Linked DNA regions of Zea mays: region 1 is linked to region 2. Evidence: chromatin contacts called from public Hi-C data. All regions are on one chromosome and are shown on one strand. Each heading gives the region's core, a stretch centred on a gene start, on an enhancer-like site or on the middle of the called end of the contact. The rest is flanking DNA. Distances are from core to core; before and after follow the strand shown. Region 1 holds the start of LOC103649663. Region 2 holds the start of LOC103649661.

Region 1 (6,169 bases), core at 2,170-4,669, 190 kb before region 2:
CCTTTCTTCTTGTCTTCCTGTGCAAAAGAACACAATCTGACAGGATCATTTTGTTTTCATAGTGACTCCAAAATGGAAACAAGATAACAGACAGAGCCATTACCATCTCCTTCTTAAGTCTAGCATGGCTTTTCCTACCGCTAGTGTGTGGATGCCTCTGCTTCTTTCCAGATTCCGCATTTGTCCGGCATAATTTCTAAGAGTGCAACATTAGTTAATGCAAATAAAAATATTTATTTACACTGCTGATTGAAAAAAAATACTGTAGGTGGCAATCCTAACCTGATGTGCTTCACTGCACCATATGCCTAACAGAAAACTCCATTGATTTTCATTCACACCATCAGGGACATCCTTTTCAATCTGGTCAAAAGACCTCTTATCTGGATTGAAGTATTGTTTCTTCAAGTCTGACTTGTAGTCTCTCCACCTTTTATTCACTGTCTTAAGAATCCAATCTCGAGTAGACCATTTTGTCTCACTACTATAGATAAATTTTTTCTATTGAAAACATTGAAAGATCAATAGGTGAATGATTTGCAGTTCAAGATTTAGAATAAAAATTATCACCACAAACACAAGATTTAGACTGAAAAGTATCATGTACCTCAACATCTTTGATGATGCGTTCCTTTGGACCTTTGAATAATTTGTTGTCCCATCTCGGAATGTGTAATGGTGCAAATGATGAATTCTGTGCAAGCTCACCAAGGTATGACGAGAGAATGGATTCAGACCACTGATTGGGAATGCCATTCTTGTCAGTTTCAACTAGTACTCTTCCTCCTTTCAGATCCCACAATTCAGCTGTTCGGAAATTTCTAAAAACCTCCCGAACAACTCCATTTTGCCCTTAAATTAATAATGTCATGGATCATACATTGATGTTCATATATCTATAAGAATGTTTGAGAACAAAATGACAAACTCACATATTATTTTGAATGACTTATTCCTTGTTGGCGCTTCTCCCTCAGGAAACCCAATGGTGAGCTCTGGTTGTGGATCTTGGACATCTTCATGTTGTTCCACGTTTTCCTGTGTCTCAGCTTCTAAGTTCAGACTTTGTAGTCTTCTGTGTTTCATTGGCATTACTTCTTTCCCTACAAGATTAACATTTCAGATTACAGGAGATGCTAAAAATTATTGAAATAGGATGTATCAAGATTACACAGCCAGCATAAGAATAACAATTTCATTTGTCTTATGCAGTTTAATTAAAATCATGTAACACAAGGTGCAACTGCAGACAGACAATTTGGTAAACAGAACTCAGAACAATAGAATTCAATGCTCCAGTACTGACGCAAATATTAAAAAAAGTTGCAATTGGTGACAACAGATTAATCTAAGAATTATCATCAAATAGTTGCATTCAGTGACAGAGATTAATCTAAGAATTACCAGATCAAAATTAAAAGTGTTGCATTCGGTGACAGCAGATTAATCCATGAATTTCCAGATCAAAATCAAAATATTTGCAATCGGTGATAGCAGATTAATCTAAGAATAACCAGATGAAAATCAAATAGTTGCATTCAGTGACAGCAGATTAATCTAAGAATTACCGGATCAAAATTAAAAGTATTGCATGCGGTGACAGCAGATTGATTTAAGAATTACCAGATTGAAATAAAAAAGTTGCAATCGTTGACAGCAGATTAAAAAACGTTGTGCATTTGTGGCTACAAATGATTGTATAATCGGTGAATGCTTCAGTAAAATCACATTGATTGAGTCAGGCTACAGCAGTACCTTGTAGGTCGGAGTAAAGATTAGAGGGTGGGTCAGTTATGGTACTACTGCACCCACGAAGAAATCTGTTACCAGCTGGGCGACGGATCAACCAGCAGCTGGGCGATGGATCATCAAGCAGCAGACTGAAAGGAGGGCATATGGAGCAGGAGCACGAAGAGAATGGTGGCAGGAGAGCGAGAACTACAGGGAGGTGGAAGAACCGGAGGAGATTTCTAGGAGGTGTGATCGAGAAACATGGGAGGGTGGTTCCAACACTTTAGGGGGGGGGGAATTTTTTGGCGCGGATAAACAGAGCGCGAAAGCCGAAAGCACAATATTTTCGAGAAGTTTAAGCGCGCCAAGAAACACTTCATTAATTATTTAGATTTATTCTTTTAAAATTTCAACTGGAAAATTTCTACTGGAAAATTTCTCAAGTAATAAAGTGCAACATTTTTTTAGTTTGATCACGTTGACTAGTTTATTGACCAATTTGATTAGCTAGCCATCGATTTTTCAATTCCACACACGTTTTAAATTCAAATAATGTTTGACTTTTAAAAATCAAAGTTAAACTTTGTCTTACTAAAAAATGTACAAAAACTACTACCTTCGTTTCGTAAAGGTTGTCACTGATATTTTTATAACATATATTTAAGGTTCGAGAAGCTAAATACATATTACCAAAGTCAATATCAACATTTATAAGCTCTCAGCCAATATTTCAAAGAGCTAGATTTTCCAAGAGCTCGTTTTATGAGATCACAGAAAGGTCTCGGATCTATGTGAATGAACTCAAATTTTTTTATCATCGTTCATCACCCGAGAACAGACAGAAATAGAATAGACAGAAAGAATTTTAGATCTCTCGGGTTAGGGTTTTACCTGACCCTAAATCTAGGATTTTCGGCCACTAAATGAGACTTGGTCTCGACCAAACCGAGGAAATCCGAGATAGTAAAATAGATCGAGGTTTTAGGGTTAGGGTTTAATAACCTAACCCTAATCATTTTTAAATCTTGGTCAACAGAGATCAGTGGCTCGGGATCTTTTTTTACATCCACGGCCTAGATGACAGAACAGATTAGAATAGGTACAGAAAATCATCACAGAAAATAACAGAAATAACGCAAACTCTCGGATCCACGTTTTTTTAATCAACTCATAACTCGATCCCAAATATTACATTAGATCCATCTCATACATTCATTCTCACAGTAAGGGATTCGAGTAAATGAGAACTAGATCCGAGTTTTTAAAAGGTTAGAGACAGCGCCCCATAATCGGCCGACCATCTCTGGTAAATGAAAAGACATGCCTGCGCTAGGCCAGGGAACTAGCGTCGGATTCAAGAAAAAAAACAGCAGATTCAAAAGAGAGAAACGTTGCGTCCTGGCGGCCTGGTGGAGGGAGCAAGACGTTTTCTCTGAGATTCAGTCAAACAAAAAAAAGAACTAAAACAAATAAAAGAGAGGTCGTGAAAAATATGATCTTCATTTGGCTAAGGCAAGAAGCCAGCAGACAGCTGCTTGCCAAGCCGTTTGCCAAGAGCTATTTTGGCCGAGGCATAACAGATAGGGAGAGAGGAAGTTTTGAGCAGCAGAGCGCGGTCGGCCAGGAGACAACCTGGTGGCCGGCTGTTTTGTGGCGGCTAGGGATGACAGAAATGAGCTAGGGTTCCACCTCACCCCGAGATTTTAGATTTTTATAGAACCTGCTACAGTGCATGGAAGATCCTGGCCGTCGGCTTGAATCATACGGCTACAGGGAGTTTGGGCGTGCACCACACCCCGCGCGTGGGTCAGATGCGCGGCCCAGGCCCAGGTTGCGGCCTGGGCGCGCAACTACAGGCCGGCTAGCCCAAAGAAACAACATCTTTTATAAGATTTATTACAATGGTTCTAGTTATTTTTAGAATGTATTTGGTTCTCATATTTCACCTATAAACTGATTTATATTTTTAAAATAAAAACCATGATCTATTTTGAAAAACCAAAAAATTGTAAAATCATGGAAAATTCCAGAGAACATTTTATAATTATGAATGCATGAAGTTATGTAAAATGCACATTGACATGTATGCAAAATAAAATATAGTATTTATGCTAGAGAATTTGAAATATAAAGTTGCCTCTATATTGTTCTCTATTTATTTTTTTCCAACAATTAAAATAAAATATAAAGCTAATTGAAAATATTATTTATATTATTCTCTCTATCTCCAACAAGGAATATACTTGAGAGTAAATTTAAAAATAATTCCTTGTGTTTTTTTCATAAGGATAATTTCAATAAAAAAAGTTTTAAAACTTAGTGAAACTTGTTGTTTAAAATAGTTTTGCATGATGAAAAGCTCACATCCCCAAAATGTGAATTTTTGGGGTGTGACATCCTACATTGTATTCAATCTGAACCCTCATAGCCAGCCCAGAGACTCATCTCATAGTCAAGTACGTTTGAATTTTTATGTTTTTTACATGAAAAAATTAAGGATAGTCGATAATGAAAAAGTTGTTTTCAAATGTGATGCTGCATCGAATGTGGACTTCAAGCTTACTGATTAACACCATTCGGACATGTTGACAACTTTCTGAAATTAAATCATATTGTAACTATATTTTAAGAATATGTCGTACAAGATTCTCACTGATTACAGCAGCATTGAATAAAATGACATTGTAACAAAATGACTGAAAATATATTAGCTCTCCTAGAAAATTATGTCGTTTCATCGTCGTCACCACCAGATGGTTCAGCACCCATGTCAAATAGATCCCTTGGTCTTACTGATACTACCACATTCCATCCATCTGCTTTTGGGTCCTCCACATAAAACACTTGGAATACTTGTGAAGAGAAAACAAAGGGATCATGATCTATCTTGCCTCCAGTGTGTATCAGTCGTTTGAAATTTACAAGGGTGAATCCAAACTCATCATGTTTTATGCCATTGCGGTGATGAACGTCATACCAATCACATTTGAACAGAACCACCTTATAATCATCTTTATAAGACAATTCTATGATGTCAGTGAGTCTTCCATAATAATTAGTTCCATCTGTTGTAGTGTTAACGACACCACTATTCTGTGTCAAGCGATTGCTCTCACGACTCCTAGTATGGAACCTGAAACCATTTATAACAAAGCCGCTGTAACGCATCCCACATCTGTTTGGTTTTCCAGCCAATGCTCGCGTAATTCCAGTAATGTTTAAGCCATCATCACTAAGTAGTATCTGCATATATGGTTAAACAGATAAGCACAAATACTGAATTGACTAAGCAAAGAATTAAATTTGTACCTTCTGCTCCAACCAATCAGCAAAATGCTTATCAACGAAATCCTGAGTATTTGAAGGTGTGAGATGTTGGCGCTGCTGATTTATCAATGAATCCACATACTCCCTAAAATCAAATACCTTTAGATCATTTTCAGTAATTTGGAGAAAGAATATTTGTGATTAAGCATTATTATTTTGACACACCTACGAAGATCTTCTAGTTCATCACAGTGTCTCAATACATATCTATGCGCTTGAGTGAGCAACTTATTGTCAAATTGGTTTACAACAGTAGCTTTCCCTATGGGTTCACCAGCACTCTCGAACAAGAAAAAAGATTTAGATATTTTTGAAGGTTCAGGATTCCGAGATGGTCGTGTAAAACGTGTAGTTCCATCAAGAAATCTTGAGCAGAATGTCAAGCACTCTTCTGCTTTATATCCTTCAGCAATGGAACCTTCAGGATGTGTCCTGTTGCGAACATGCGCCTTGAGTCGAACGAACCACCTAGGAGTTGAGATAATATTAAAAATCTGATGTTGAAATAAATGAGTAAATTCTATGCAAGAAAGTCTACCTTTCAATAGGGTACATCCACCTATAATGTACTGGACCTCCAAACTTTGCCTCCTCAACCAAGTGTACAAGTAGGTGTACCATAATGGTAAAAAATGATGGGATGAAAACCCTTTCCATGTCGCATAGTATACGAACAATGCGCTCTTGAAGCTTATCAAGTTCTGAGGTGTCTAGAACTGTTGAACATAATCCTTTAAAGAAAGAAGCTAAATCTACAACTATTTTCATGACATCTTTGCTGGGATAACAAGAACGTAGTGCGATAGGAAGAATTTCCTCAATTAGTACATGGCAATCATGACTTTTAAGGCCAGATAACTTGCACTCCTTAACATCCACACATCTAGATAGATTTGATGCAAAACCATCGGGTGTCCTAAGATTTTGAATAACAGAGCAAAGAATCTCCTTTTGATCTCTGGACATGGTAAAGGGTGCATCAGGCATTACTTTGTTTCCTTTGTTATCCAATTGTGGATGTAGTTCAGGTCGAATTCCGAGCTCCTCCAAGTCAAGCCTTGCTTTTAGATTGTCCTTTGTTTTACCACTTACATTTAGTAATGTCCCAACA
Region 2 (6,193 bases), core at 1,946-4,445:
CGGTTGCAGCATTTAAATCAACAACTTGATATGGTGATACATGAAGGATGATTGCAACTATATGCTACTATCACTGAAATTACAAGTTCCTTCTGAATGCCAGGTCCAGCTACCGCGTTTTCCTCGCTTTGGGTTTCAGATGATCTGTGCCACAGAGAGCGATGTATGGCTGCCAGGACTGTGAAGATGAGTGCCTGCAAGGAATGATCGAAGTGAGGCTGTTAGATTGGAATCCAACCAGAGTTTTTAGGGCTGTTCAGGAAGCAAGCAAGATTTTTTTTTTCTTTCCCAGCACATGCCTGAGTACGCATTTCAAGCAAGCGCAAGTTCATTCCTCGTTTTATATATAGATTATCAGTGCCACAGAGAGAGCGATGAGTGCCAGGACTGTGAAGATGAGTGCCTGCAAGGAACGATCAAAGTTAGGATGTTAGACTGGAATCCAACCAGAGTTTTTAGGGCTACTCAGGAAGCAAGCAAGATTTTTTTCCCCCGAGCACATGCCTGAGTATGTATCTCAAGCAATCGCGACGTATCTCAAGCAAACGCAAGTCCATCAGAACAAAAATAAAGAATGCAAAGAACAATAACAAGTCCAGTGATTCAAGTTCAAACATTGTGACACCAGCTGTTAAGCACCGCTCAATTTCTTAGCTGGGTGTATGGTTATCACCTGTCATAGACCCATTTCCTTGCCAGAACTTTGACTAACGTGTGCTGAAGGAATTGTTGGCCACATCTTAGAACATTGTTTGGCGAAAAGGCGTGGCTGTGTTTCTATAGGTCCAAGGGCACAATTGTAACGAATCACTAACCAAAACCATGGAATCATCATGTAATCAGACCGTTTTTTACCTATTAGTAAAATGGCATGCAGCTCTCTTGAGTGTTCGAGGAAAGAAAGGAATGGCAATGTCTGGTAGTGATCCAAACATAGCCTAAGGTCTATTGCACCATATAAGCAACAATATTTGATATTCAAATAGCCAAACAAAAGCTACACACATCCGTGGTATATATAGGACCTTCTGGCAAATATGAGAAAACCTACAGCATAGAGTATAGTTTTTAAGGGAAATTTTGGTTTAATCACCCAGATTTGATACAGAATATTTAGAGCAATTTATTAGAAAAATTGCCAACACGCTGTCAAGGAAAACTACAAATCAACACAAGTGAAAACATATCGCTATATCAAACTACCAGGACACATGATGCTTTATGAACATGAATAGTTGCACTTGTACATGGAAACACATCCACATCTATTTTCTTCATAGTTCATACTGGGAAGTAACATGTTCAGGGTTAGGACGAACCGCAACAGCTGATGCAGCTAGCCCAGGGCGCTCTCGAGGATCTTTGTTGTAGTACTTGCAGCAGTAAAGAGTGGTTGCAAAGTACCAAATCAAAGGACACAAGAAACCTAAAAGAAAACTGCAACCACAGTATGCTCAATGGACAATTGTGAACCGAAGTTTATATGAAGACTGGAGTAGTAAAGCATACTTACGAAGACCATCCTATCCCACAACCACAGCAAGGAAGCCGCCTCTCAAAGATTGTCCACCGTGGGTTTTCTTCATCTCTGAGTAGTGTATACTTGCCAGCACACCCTTGGCAATGACAACATTCATCCAAGTGTGCTATGCAAAGCAAAGGAAGAATATGATCAGTAACTGAAGTTTCTTCCTAAATCTGGAAATTTAAGATAATGAACAGAGCCAGTATCCTACATCAAGTCTAAGTGTTAATGAGATGCATTTTTTTTGAAAGATGTGGCAGGAGCTCTGCCTTTCGATTAAGATACGAAAGAGTGTTTATGTACAGTAGACCAAGCGCCTTCCAGAGGCATGACAAAGAGGCCCCAAGAGGAACACGCAGCCATGCTGATGTTTACACATGGCAGGTATAATAACATCTAATTCTGAAGGTAACAGAAAAGCACAATTCTACAATGACGGACTCTGATGTTGCAAAGGTGCAACAGTCAATTGATCCACAAGAAACAATATAAAGTTGAAAATTGTTACCTTCTCCCATTTATTCTACAGAAACCCTGCAAGGAAAGTGCCAGCAGCTTTAATACAAACAACTGACAACTAGATCCCTCCCTGACAGTGACTAATTCAACAAATTTTATCACAAGAATTTTTTGCTACAGGGGTACATCAAACATGCAAGTTCCCCTTAATCTTCATGACGCTGCCCTGGAAAAAAAATACAAACATGAGTAAATTGATAGGAACAAATGCATGAAAATCTATATATTCCTCTGTAACAAATAGGATCATAGGCACAGATGCATGTCCCTTGCAATTGATAGGACCATAGGAATTAGTCCTACATAAATCAGTAGGTGCCGTGTCTAAGCTTTAGAGTTGGTTTGGTGATAAGGGAATTGAGAGTAATTGGAGGGGGAATTCTCAATTCACTGGTCACCAAACCCACCCTTACGCTGTAATTCTGACCGGTTTGATGACCGGGGAATTAAGTGATATTGAAGGGGATTGAGGGAGAAAATGAACCCCCAATTCTCTAGTCACCAAACCAGCCCTAAGTGTGTCTTGCTTCTTGCATGTCCTGCCGTCAGTTTAAGTTTGGAAACACAGTTGTCAGTCTACAATCTTGAAGATGTAATTCTGACCGCAGCAATCCTTCCTTAGATAAGTAACTTGGGTAAGCAATTTCATCGAACATGTTGAGCTCACTGCCTGCATCATCGAGCTGAGTAACAGCTATGAACTGACAATATCGCACAAAAGGACGCCCTCCAGATTCTATTACTCGACCCACCGCACAGAAAAATTAGTAAGCTAAAACTCGCAGCTCGAATCCAATCCGCCTCCGCGCTAGAATTCAAGAACGGGAACAGACAATCCCGACGACGGCTTCGAATCCCAATTCCCAACCAAAGGATCCAAGACACGCTCCCGCAGGGGGGCAAGCGCTGGAACCGTGGGGGGAAAGGTAGCAGACTTACGTGGAGAGCGAAAAGAAGAAGCCTGCGCCGCCGCGGTCAAGACGACAGACGCCGGAGGGATTTTATTAGGCAGCGTTTCTTGGACGCCCGGCGCCGCCAGGTCTGGCTCCTAATCCCCTATTCTCCCGGCGTTGGGGTCTGACCCTGTGAGGGGAAAGAAGGAAGCGGAGAAAGCGCGATGCGGCGTTTGCTTGGCTTGTTGGAGACTGTAGGATGAATCAGGCCATGCGAAGCCTGAGAAAAAACTCAACGGTGTGGACGGCGACTGCGCGCTCGCGCTCGCTCTCCCTCTCGCTCTGGCTGGCAATCGGTACCCCGAAACCAGACGGGTAAAAATTCTATTAGGGCACAGGTATGACGGGTTTTGATACTCATAGTTATTTTATTAGGTCATTTGTTATACCCATCGGATACGGTGGGCGTGGGTATGTTCTCTGTTGCCTCATATCTGCTACCCAATGGGGAACCCGCTAATATATGACACGTGGATCCGGATTCAAATATTAAGTATTGTGTATTGAACAATTAGATTTGAAGGCATGATGTTGTCCACGGTTTTGTAGAATCAATGTTATGTTTTGTGTGATTTGAAGACATGATGTTGCCATTTAATGTTGAATATTGTTGAATCTGTGATAAAATTATGTTGGGTTCGATATATTTGTTGTGCTGGTACTTATTTTTACGATTTAAATGATCATGTCTATCGTAATGTTAATGGGTATGTGTCGGGGACCATAATTAGGGGTACCCTCAAGACTCCTAATTCTCAGCTGGTAACCCCCATCAGCATAAAGCTGCAAAGGCCTGATGGGTGCGATTAAGTCAGGGATCAGTCCATACGAGCGACTCGATCATGCCTCGCCCGAGCCTAGCCTCGGACAAGGGCAGCCGACACCGAGGGATTTCCGTCTCGCCCGAGGCCCCCCTCCAACGGCGGACACATCTCCGGCTCGCCCGAGGCCTTGCCTTCGCTAAGAAGCAACCCTGACTAAATCGCCGCACCGACCGACCAAATCGCAGGAGCATTTAACGCAAAGGTGGCCTGACACCTTTATCCTGACACGCGCCCCCCGGCAGAGCCGAAGTGACCGTCGTCACTTCGCCGCTCCACTGACCGGCCTGACAAAAGGACAGCGTCGCCTGCGCCACTCCGACTGCAGTGCCACTTGACAGAGTAAGACTGACAGGCAGTCAGGCCCTGCCAAAGGCACCATAGGAAGCTCCGCTCTGCCCGACCCAGGGCTCGGACTCGGGCTAAGTCCCGGAAGACGGCGAACTCCGCTCCGCCCGACCAGGGGCTCGGACTCGGGCTAAGTCCCGGAAGACGGCGAACTCCGCTCCGCCCGACCCAGAGCTCGAACTCGGGCTAAGTCCCGGAAGACGACGAACTCCGCTCCGCCTGACCCAGGGCTCGGACTCGGGCTCGGCCCCAGAAGACGACGAACTCCGCTTCGCCCGACCCCAGGGCTCGGACTCCGCCCTGGCCTCTGTCGAACGACCTCCGCCTCGCCCGACCCGGGGGCTCGGACTCGGCCTTGGCTATGGAAGACAGACTCGACCTCGGCTTCGGAGGAGCCTCCACGTCGCCCAACCTAGGGCGCAGGCCAGCCACGTCAACAGGAAGCGCCATCATCACCCTACCCCAAGCTGACTCAGGTCGCAGAGAACAAGACCGGTGTCCCATCTGGCTAGCTCCGCCAGATAGGCAATGATGGCGCCCCGCATGCTCTGTGACGACGGCGGCTCTCAGCTCTCTTACGGAAGCAGAAGGACGTCAGCAAGGAACCGACCGCTCCGACAGCTGTCCCTCCGCCAGGCTCCGCCGCTCCTCTGACGGCCACGACATCACACCAGCAGGGTGCCAAGATCTCTCCGGCTGCCACATCGGCATGTACTTAGGGCGCTAGCTCTCCCCCGCTAGACACGTAGCACTCTGCTACACCCCCATTGTACACCTGGATCCTCTCCTTACGCCTATAAAAGGAAGGACCAGGGCCTTCCTAGAGAAGGTCGGCCGCGCGGGGACGAGGACGGGGCAGGCGCTCTCTTGGGGCCGCTCGCTTCCCTCACCCGCGTGGACGCTTGTAACCCCCTACTGCAAGCGCACCCGACCTGGGCGCGGGACGAACACGAAGGTCGCGGGATTTCCACCTCTCTCACGCCCGACTCCGGCCACCTCGCTTCCCCCCTTCGCGCTCGCCCACGCGCTCGACCCATCTGGGCTGGGGCACGCGGCACATTCACTCGTCGGCTTAGAGACCCCCCGGTCTCGAAACGCCGACAGTTGGCGCGCAAGGTAGGGGCCTGCTGCGTGTTGACGAACAGCTTCTCGTCAAGCTCCAGATGGGAAGTCTCCAGCAACCTCTCCGACCCGGGACGGTGCTCCGTTTCAGGAGCCTTGAGTTCATGTCCTTCGACGGCAGCTACGACATGATACTCCTTCCACCGCCGCGCGACAACGACAATGGCGGCCGACAGCCCGCCCGCCGGCGGCGGAATCGACGACGCCTTCCCCGCGTGGTGGAAGAACAACATTCGAGCTCGTCCCGTCCTCTCCCCCGCCAAAGGAGGAGGAGGCGGGGCAACCAAGGCCAAGCGGGAGGTCGCGCCTCGTCGGCTGTCGAGCGAGTCGACATCCCCAGCGCCCCAACGGGGGGCGCGTCGGGCGTCGACCTCGCGTTTGAGACGAAGGCGAGCGCCGTCTCCCCGCGACACGCCAATCCTGAGCAAGTGGACGACGCCAGCGCGCTCGCGGAGAGCTTGCAGGACGTTGCCCTCGTACCTGAGACGACGGTGCAATCAGTCCCCGACGTGACTATGTCGCTGCTCGTCGACCAAAAGGTACCGACCGATTCCCATCCTACGTCATTTCGACTCAGCCTCAACCCGCCTAGCGACCTTGCTTTGGCGGGCGCTCTCGTAGAGGCGAGTGCAACCCCTCTGGGGTTTCGCATGCGGTCGCCTTGGGACCGGCTGACGGACGTCTCGACCTACGGACCCTCTGGGTCCGAGGAAGATGACGATCCCAGCATCTGTTGGGATTTCTCTGGATTTGGCAACCCCAGTGCCATGCGGGACTTCATGACCACATGTGACTACTGCCTCTCCGACTGTTCCGACGGTAGCCGCAGCCTCGACGACGAGGACTGCGGCCCAAGCCGCGAATGTTTCCACGTCGAGCTAGGGGATCCCTCCGAAGGCAATCAT

Evidence for each region. A called contact is a pair of places that touch in the nucleus more often than the background predicts.
Region 1: a contact with region 2 is called in a Hi-C map of tassel, with 2.4 times the contacts expected there. The contact joins the promoter of LOC103649663 here to the promoter of LOC103649661 in region 2. A contact is called at or near these places in 2 of 25 Hi-C or Micro-C datasets (ear and tassel).

Annotation. Positions count from the first base shown.
Region 1 is chr3:9,186,477-9,192,645 of Zm-B73-REFERENCE-NAM-5.0, reverse strand. It overlaps LOC103649663, which reads right to left and starts at 3,419. Exons shown (of 14, transcript XM_035966554.1): 1 at 1,756-3,419; 2 at 933-1,103; 3 at 608-852; 4 at 283-501; 5 at 89-196; 6 at 1-17. The coding sequence starts at 1,092.
Region 2 is chr3:8,995,084-9,001,276 of Zm-B73-REFERENCE-NAM-5.0, reverse strand. It overlaps LOC103649661, which reads right to left and starts at 3,195. Exons shown (of 6, transcript NM_001328392.2): 1 at 2,984-3,195; 2 at 2,034-2,205; 3 at 1,514-1,646; 4 at 1,320-1,437; 5 at 300-403; 6 at 1-194. The coding sequence starts at 2,043. The coding sequence ends at 341.